Linked DNA regions of Mus musculus: region 1 is linked to region 2. Evidence: chromatin contacts called from public Hi-C data. All regions are on one chromosome and are shown on one strand. The core of a region is the stretch at or near the end of the contact, and the rest is flanking DNA. Distances in the headings are between cores, read along the strand shown. Region 1 holds the start of Trpc4 (transient receptor potential cation channel, subfamily C, member 4). Region 2 has its middle 5.1 kb from the start of Gm24851.

The links. Hi-C and Micro-C count contacts between places; a contact is called where the count stands out from the background.
Region 1: a Hi-C map of cerebral cortex shows a contact between it and region 2, with 5 times the contacts expected there. The contact joins the promoter of Trpc4 here to the enhancer-like site in region 2. A contact is called at or near these places in 13 of 39 promoter capture datasets (the 3T3-L1 cell line, the C10 cell line, cranial neural crest and 7 more), 2 of 15 datasets of contacts at CTCF or cohesin (large pre-B cells and pro-B cells), 8 of 484 Hi-C or Micro-C datasets (cerebral cortex, cortical neurons, embryonic stem cells and 3 more), 4 of 115 datasets of contacts at active chromatin or transcription factors (embryonic forebrain, forebrain, neural progenitor cells and 1 more) and 1 of 9 other capture datasets (embryonic stem cells).

What each region holds. Positions count from the first base shown.
Region 1 is chr3:54,154,331-54,158,928 of GRCm38.p6, forward strand. It overlaps Trpc4 (transient receptor potential cation channel, subfamily C, member 4), which reads left to right and starts at 1,727. Exons shown (of 11, transcript NM_016984.3): 1 at 1,727-1,929.
Region 2 is chr3:53,846,374-53,850,641 of GRCm38.p6, forward strand. No RefSeq gene overlaps it. Among named protein-coding and RNA genes, the nearest start is that of Gm24851, 5.1 kb to the left of the region's middle. Within about 2 kb of position 2,093, at least 8 of the 459 cell types and tissues checked have an H3K27ac peak or open chromatin away from gene starts, as enhancers often do. A contact at or near this core is called in cerebral cortex, where this site is marked.

The DNA.
Region 1 (4,598 bases), core at 477-2,976, 310 kb after region 2:
CATTTACTGATCATTAAGAAAAACAGGTTTTGTGAAATTTTTTTTTAAAGAAGTAGTTTCAGTTGTACCACGCCAAACAGATGTCGATGTGTGTTTTTCTTCTTTTCTTCTTCAGTAGAAAGTAGGTTTAGATTTATTGTAAAGTTCATCTCCATGTCTACCGAGTGATGTGTTTTGCATATTTTATAAAATCCAGTGTTTAATGCTAAGACAAGAAAACTACCTTTGAAAGATGTTGACACACATTTATGGAGATCTGTAGAGGGATTCGGGGTAGGGATGGAGTTCTTCTGTTGCTCATCCAGTTTTCTGGTACAGGTTTGTTTGGTGTACTGTAAAGGCCTCGGTATTTTGTGGGACGGACTGTGGGCTGTGCTCTCTCAAAATCACTCTAGGGGTCATGCTGACCTATGAGAGGAGCAGTTAGCTCAGGAGAAAGAAAACTTGACAACTACAAACAGCATTTTGAAAAGAACAACAAAACAAAACCTTCACTCCAAAGAGTACACTCCAAAGTCAACAAAGCCTCCTTACTCTGCAATTACCCTTAAAAAACAAAAACAAAAAAACGAAACGGAAAAAAAAAAAAACCCACCTCACTCATCTGACGTTCAGAAACGCAGAGTGAGCCTGAGTCTATTAAATCTTGCTGCTGGGATGCTTACAGGCGATGGGGGGAGCTCACAACCGCCTGTGCTCTGAAAAAGAAACCCGAGAAGTGAAGGTAGGAGGGGGCTGAAGCCTTTTGGCAAACGCACTGCTAAGTTTGTCCCTTGGTCTTGAGATCACGAACAATAAAGGTGTGGCAAGTTACATGAACTTTTCCACCTCTGTACTTGGATCTTATTTTTGTGTATGAATACTACACCAAGAGATAAGCTGTATCTGGAAGCTCAAGATTAGAGTTAGAGATGCTGAGTCCGGTGGCAGACACCGTCGTTCACCAACATGCCCACCTGCAGCCACCAGGACCTCCAGCTCCTACGCTGGCCCATAATTTGGGATTAAATACGTGGGAATCTTGATTGCCAGTTGTTTAGAGGGAGCCAGGTAGGAGTGGATGGGATGCTGGGGGCTTATCATTTATTTATTGCCACTGTCTGGATTGTTGATGGTAGTGGCAAGCACATCCCTGCACTAGCAAGGCAAGTGTGACACCTTGAGGACAGGGAAGGGGGTGCCAGGAGTCCAGGGCGGCTACAAGAGTTGCCAGGGCTGGGTAGGGGGAGAGACAATTTGTTCCAATCCTTTGACCAGCTGCTTAGTATGGTTGGAGCAGGGCTTTCCAGGGTTGGGTTCGGTTGACAAGTGAAGTTTTGCATTTCTCCTGGGCTACACCAAGCCCTGATCTGTGTATGCCAAACACCCAAGACCTCCGGGTCTGTCCTGACCACCACTTAGCTGAGTGACAAGCAGACATATGGCGAGCCACCCTGCTTGCTGACTGACCTGGAGAGATGCTCCCGGGTGGCGCGTTGAGGTGTTTGTGGGTCCTTTATACCCGCTCCTAGGGAGGTGCGTGGGATGCGCATCCATTCGGGCAGACCCAGGATGGGTGGGGGCGGTCCTCCAGGCTGCTCTTTGGCCACCTTGGGAACGCAACTTTTCCGGGGGTATAGGTGGGGAGAGCATCAGTGCCTGGTGGGCGAGGCTGTCGTCCTGGGCACCCCGCCCCCTCCTGGGCTGCCCCTCCCCCGCGCCCCTGCTCTGGCTCTCCAGCATCCTCACTCCGCCCAGTTCTGTGCCAGCTGCGTGGGCTCTGGTTTCGTGCGGGTTTTTTTCCCCCTTGGAATGCTCCAAAAAACTCGGTAGCGACTACGGAAACCCCATCGGAACTGACCAGCTGCGCTAGCACCAGGCACAGCACTGGTGCTGCGCGCTCGCCGAGCCCACCTCGGTCACTTCAACCACCAGATTGCAACTTTGCGGGTAAGAGAGGGTGCAGGCTCCGCGCTCCAGACGCGGGCCTCACATCTGGGATACTGATTAAGTTTCCTAAGCCGACTGGGAAGCAGGCTCCCTGCTAGGAGGCGGGTATCCCTGGGGGCTTACGCGAGTCACCAGGGTGCAGCAGCTTTTTAAGGTTCTTCTTCTTTTTAAAAAGGTTGCTTTTTTAAGGTTCGGGGAAAGATTTTCGCGAAGCTTTCTTTGGATGACCTGGGATAAGGGGGAGTTTGGGGGTGCTTCCAGGCTCTCTCTGTATCGCGTTGTGAGGCAGGGGTGAGGACGAAGAGCGAACCCCCGGTGTGATTTACATGGTAAACAAAGGATCAGCCCTTATCCCCGCGGTGCTGGGGAGCTCGGTGCTTGTGTACAACCTCCCGTGCGCGTTTGGACGTTTGGAGAGGATGGAAATGACATGGTCCTTGGGCACGTAAGGTGAGCTCTATGACTCTCCAACGAGCTGAGGGCACGAAGGGAGGACAGCGACCGCTGTTCAGTGGGTTCATTCCCCTCTGCGTCATTTTCCTCTGTCAAGCAGCAAAAGCACTTTTAAGCTTGTGGTTGGACCAGGTTTGGGGGTTCCTAGTTCGCTTGGCAACTGAGATTCCAGCTGAACCAGTGACTCTGCTTGCTACTTGAGTAGATAGCTTGAATCCATGGCGCAACTTGTTGTTTCCAGCTGCGAACTGCCTTTTGTGACTCCAGAGAGAGACAGAGAAAGATAGAGACATGAGGGTGGAGGTGAGCTGGGCAGAGGGACCAAAGACCATGTGTCCAGTGTTCTCCAGCCACTGTGGTGTATCCCTGCCCACTGCGGTTTTTCCCAGGGGAGCATTATCATTAAATACCGCTGGCTGCTATAAAAGGTTATCAAGTTACTTACGGAGGGAGTAAGCTACTAAGCCAAACGAGTGGGAAGAGAGAGAAAACGCTGTCACTGTGCCTTTAAAATGAAATCTTCGAACAGATTTGTAAAACTGTGATAAAATAAACCACCGAGGTTCATAGGCTCGCTGGCTTTTCTCTCGTAGTCATCACAATGCAAAGTACTTAAAAATTCTTTAGGAAGAATAAAAGATTTAGCAGAGGATTTTTTTTTAAAGACTCAGACACCGAGAGTAGGAGTTGGCGGTTATGTTAACGGTGTTACGATTTGCTATTTAAAGTTATATTTGTAACGCCTACTTCTGTTCATCTGGACAGTAAACCAGGAAACATCCAGCTCTTAAGAGAAACAAAGTAGTAAGATATAGGGGTAATCCTGTCCGAAACTCAGAATTAGGATCAAAATTGAATTTAACGTGGGTAAAGTGAATGAAGGTCTTTACAATCTCTGCAAATCAATGCTGTGGTTAACCAGGATCAATCAGTCAGCCCGGGCAAGGTAAATGGGCATCAAAGGATATATGAATAACTTGGATTAAAAAGGGTAGCAAGGAGAGGGAGGGAGAGTGCATGTGCACGGTTTCAGAGAAAGACTGCAAGGAGCAGCTTTGCCTTGCCTGAACTTTGATCTGAATCTTTACACTGACTGGTGGGAGGAGGAGGAAGGATAGACTTAAGCCAAGAAAGGCAAAGGGGCCAAAAACCTACAGGTTGGTGAAAGAGAGACATCAGAGTTGCCCATGGTCCTCTGAGGGGATATATCACGAGGAAAAGATTTGCAAGTGTGAACTTAGAAAAGTTTATCAGTGTGATCTGGAAGGAGCATTCATCAGAAGCATCAGGTATCAAAGCTGGACAGGAAACAAACATCTCTTAGCTGAAGCTGCCACGCATTGATAGCTTTTGTAAGAATCTCTGATCTTAAGAAATGAAGCACATCTCAGTTTTCTTCTTTTCAGTCATTCTCAGAGATATGAGAGGGACTAGATTTATAAGGCTTCCATGTTTTAAATAATCTTATATTATTCATATTTGTGTTGCATTTATTTCTAGACAGCCAAGATGAAAAGAGCCGACGGGATGTGTAAAGTGGCTGTTTCAAAGAACCAAACAGTCTCGGGATAGATAGCTTTTCACAGAGTAGAACCTGAATCAGTTCATATTTTATAGAGGCTTGGAACCATGAAAACTGTCCGCCTATCCTTTCTGTTTAGTGGACCTTTGAAGGTCATTCTTGTTTAGTGTATGTGCTTCAAACTCCAAGAACCGCATCTAACCAAAGAGCTAAAAACCTGTCTGGTTAAGCATCCACACCCAGAGGACAGAAACGCATCATGGTTCATAACCTATTGTGTCATTTCATGCTATAATGGATATATAAGGCCAATGGGCTGTTTTTCAGTGCTCTGTGATCCTGTCTACTGGTATTTGCCTGAAGTACATGGCACTAAAACCTGACTTGCAGTAACTGGCCTTAAAAATCATTGTTCCTGAACTGAAGATGATAAGCAGAAACTACACACACACACACATGTTGCATTTTGATACCATCATTTTTTATGATACAAAATAATAAACCTTTCTGCTCATCCAGGCATCCTCTTACTATATTTTAAACCCGAGTCAATGAAGAGCTACAGTCTCTGTAATAGTCTCTGCTTGTTATTTCTCTGATTAAAATAAAACCTCCAAGTATGCTTTTGGATATATTCTGCTCTTATTCCCACATGCTTATCTCCAGAATAACATGCCAATTCAATGAAAAGATT
Region 2 (4,268 bases), core at 843-3,342:
GGTTTGAATATGCTTCGCCCAGGGAGTGGTGCCATTTGGAGGTGTGACCCTTTGGGAGTAGGTGTGGACTTGTTGAATGTGTCACAGTGAGCGTGACCTTTAAGACTCTCATCCTAGCTACCTGGAAGCCCGTCTTCTCCTAGCAGCCTTCAGATTGAGATGTAGAACTTTCAGCTCCCTTTGCATCATGCTTGCCTGGATGCTGCCTTGCTCCCACCTTGAACAGAACCTCTGAATATGTAAGCCAGCCCCAATTAAAATGTCCTTTATAAGAGTTACCTTGGTCATGGTGTCTATTCACAACAGTAAAATCCTTACTAAGACAGACATGCAGGCCAGGCTCAGCTGTTAGCTAACCATCCCACATTCCAGTGGCTTGTTTGGTTTATCCAAGACAGTGAAACAAGGACTGAGCCAGCAGGCAGATCAGAAACAATGAAAACAAATGCTCGTTTCAAACTAAATGAAAACTGGAAGTGTCTTCGTTAAATCAAAGTAAGAACAGAAAGTTAAAAATAAAATATTCATTTAATGTTCTGAAGTTTAAAAAACACGTACACTAGACAGAAGCACAGACACTTCTTTTCTAACACTGTCTGCTCTTTAAGGTCAGATTTTTTTTTTCCTTTCATACACACATAAAGTACCGATAGGGGTTACATGACACAAATAACAAAGGCAGCTGCATCTTTGCCCAGCACTTATCTGTGAAGGATGGTGCCACTGTGTTTGAGAATACAGAGTATGGGCTTAGCTGGCAGCCCGTTCCCTCACTAGTCATTCAGATGGGGGGATGCTTGCACGTTAGGAGGTGGGCAGTGTAGACTGCAGAGAACCATAGCAGGGATATGAATGGCCTACTTTGGACAACCACTATGATTATCGTTTGAATGTTAGTGCCTCTTCCACATTTTCTGGAGTGTAGTAGTGTTAAACAAAGCAAAACCATGTCTTTGATGGATAAATGAAAAGGGCGGAAATCTGGTACCTGAAGTTATTACCTTGGTAAAATAGGCTACACAGCGGGGTATAGTAGTGTAGGACTATGATGGCACCCCTTGCAAGGCCGAGTCATGAGGATTAGACCAACATTTCAACCCTTCAACCCCTCGGCTTTCTGCCACAGAAGGACACTCACAGCAAACCGCAGAACCTTCCAGAATGTAATCTGCTAGAATCTGGATGGGTTGTGGACTTACCAGCAAGCAGAACACTGAGGAGTATTTGTTGCTGGTCCTGAGAGACATCTCAGTGGGTAAAGATGCAAGACTGACATGAGCTTGACACCTACACCCCATCCAACACAAGAGCAAAGCTTGCACCAAAACCTTGAGTTTGGTCTTTGAGGTCTCCCTCCATTCTGTCCCCACCCCAGGTTGACACCTGGCACAAGGACAATGTTCTACTTCACTGTATTTTTAACTTTAAATGAACTCATCTAATTATCAAGTTTAGAGCTCAAGGAAGAATGTAATTTGCTCAGAGTGTCTGGAACAAATTACAGTTCCGAGCGAGGCTCCCTGAAGGACTCCGGTGGGACTGCTCCCAAGGGGCTTGTGAGAGTGCTTTATTCAGATCACGGGTAACAAAGTAGCACTGAGAGGCAATTACCTTGTGCCTGGGACCTCCAGACAGGAAGATAGTGATTATTTGGATAGGCAAGCTGGATCTTCATTTTATAAAGGCTTTTTTTTTTTTTTTTCTGCCCAAGCTTTTTTTTCTGCCCATATTTTCTCAAAAGAAAGCTTTTAGAGGCAGATTTTTTTTTTTGTTATGTCTTCTATTTTAAGATGTCTTTAACAAGTGGAGATGGACCTAAAATCGGCTCTGCTACTTCAGCTTTTCATTTACTACGAAGCCTCTATATACCCTAGAAGGTTCTTCCGGCTTACAGTTTGCTCCTTGGAGGATATTTTGGGTGCTTATGATGTTTTGTAATGAAGAGGCTGTTACTTGTTGGGTGGAGTCCTTGCACCTCTGCCGGGTGCTTTATGGTATGGAAAACAGTCCAGAGGAGTGTTTCATTTGAATGCTACAGCTCCGTATAAAAAGCACGAAGCTAAGATACCTCACAAGCGATCACAGCCTCTCACTTCCCGCTCTGTATTCATGGGTTCCGGTGTGCGGCAGGCAGTATCGCAGAGTAGGCGAAGGCAAGGAAGTAAGTAAGGGAGAAATCTGTGGACGAGAGTGACAAGGAGGGAGGGAAGAGCTTTCTGTATTCTCAGGACAGGCAACTTCCTGGGGGTATCACTGGGAAAAGCTGGCTGATGATCCACGAGTGCAAAGTGCCGTGTCGATGCAAGCTCGGAGTGTGATTTTGCTGCTGAGTAGCTGTGTAAACTTGGCAAAAATGTATGGAACTCAGAGATTGTTCTGATGATTAAATATGAATGGAAAACCTAACATAGAGTTTGGCACATTGCAAGAAGCCCATTAAGTATTAGTGTTCGTGTATAGTAGTTCTCTCAGGAAGAAACACACTGTGACCACCATTTTTAGGAGTCTTCATACTTCATACAGAATAGAAGGAGCGATGACCATACCAAAACAAACAAGCAAATAAATAAAGATTATTTAATAATCCAGAAATAAAGTCTTTAATCTATAATCTCATTATTCAATTTACTATCAACTGTAGGGATTTTAAGTTACTTTATAACAAGTTTAGAAAATAACCCTCTATCCAATGGTCTGAAAGGTTTTGTTTTGGTTTTTTAATCACCATTAGCATGATTTTCAAGTATGCTCTAAGTGTCAATTGCTAGGACCACAGATTTTCTTCTGCTCGGCCTGTTGTTATGTATTATATAAATTAATTTTTTTTAAATGTTGAATCATTCTTGTATAGAGAGAATAAAACCTGCCTGGTCACAGTATAGATTTTTAAGAACACATTGGTGGATATGTTTGAATTAATTTTGTTGTGGATTTTTGCGTCTAAGTTCAAAGCGATACTGAAATTTTCTGTGTTCTATTTTCAGAGATGATAACATGAGGGAACAGGAGCGAGGATTAGGGGTGAGGGGACACAGTCAGATGATGAATCCTGGGGAAATCCGCCTGGAGACCAGAATCTGGCCAGTGCATATGCTTATATACAATGTTTGAGCCAATCTCGAATCCCTCAATCCTTGGCCAATTGTAACTCACCACACCTTCCCCATGCTCCAGTGAAGGCCATGCCTGATGAGGTAACTCAGGTGGAGTTGGGGTGGTGGTATCATCACCTGTGAGGACTTCCTGCTAAGACTGAGAAGTGGTCTGCACCCTGCCCTTGGTTCCTTTTTTCTGGCCAACCGGTGTGCTGGGAGCCATTTTAGATCTAAGGCCACATGCAGCAGGCAGATCAGGACTCTTCAAGAGGTCGCAGGAGTCTGTGGCACTTTGCTCTCTGTCCCTATTCCTTCACAAGGTTGTCATTCACACCACCACCACCACCACCACCACCACCGTAAAATCCATTAGGATATGGGCATCTTTATCTTCAAAGAAGTGATGAGTCCAAGATAATTTCTTCAGTTTTTCTAAGAAAGAATAAAAGCTACTTAAACCTCTTGTTGATTCTCCTGTGACCCTTGCACTTGAGCAGATCTGTCCACGTGAGGGGGCGATTCCATGATGGATGGATACTAATGTCTGCCAGAAGTCTCAAGTCCTTTAAGCTACGGAGTATGTCTGTGTGCCTACTTCAGGCACAAACAGCCCTTGAGATATTTATTGGTTACCTTCTCCTCTGCCACAACAAAATGTCTGACAGAAACAACATTTGAGAGTTATTTTGGCTCATGGTTCCAGTGGGTGATTTCAGCAAGGGCGGTTCCATCTATGTTGGCAAAGGTGTGTGGCCGACTTCATCCTAAGGTAGTTAGAGCAGGAAGCAAGGCATGCAGGCTACAAGCAAACAGGCTTAATCTTCTAAGGCTCACTCGTAGTGACTTACTTCTAGCAGTTGGTCCCCGTGTCTCAAACCCTGCACACCTTCCCATACAGTGTCTGTGGATGGAGCATTCAGCCATACAACCTTCTGGTGGACATTTCAAGTTATAGTGAGGGCCCATAGTCACCGTGTCATCTCATTACATTATGAGTGATGGCCTAAAATCTCTGTGGACACCCTGCTGGCTAGCTGCTTTCTCTATAGATCACTCTAGAGGACTCCAACCAAGAGTTAGGTTCCTCATATAAAAATGGAACATAATTGTGGATAGCCCATTCCCACTCTTCAATATACCTTCTAAGTCATGTCCAGATTCTTGGCACTAATA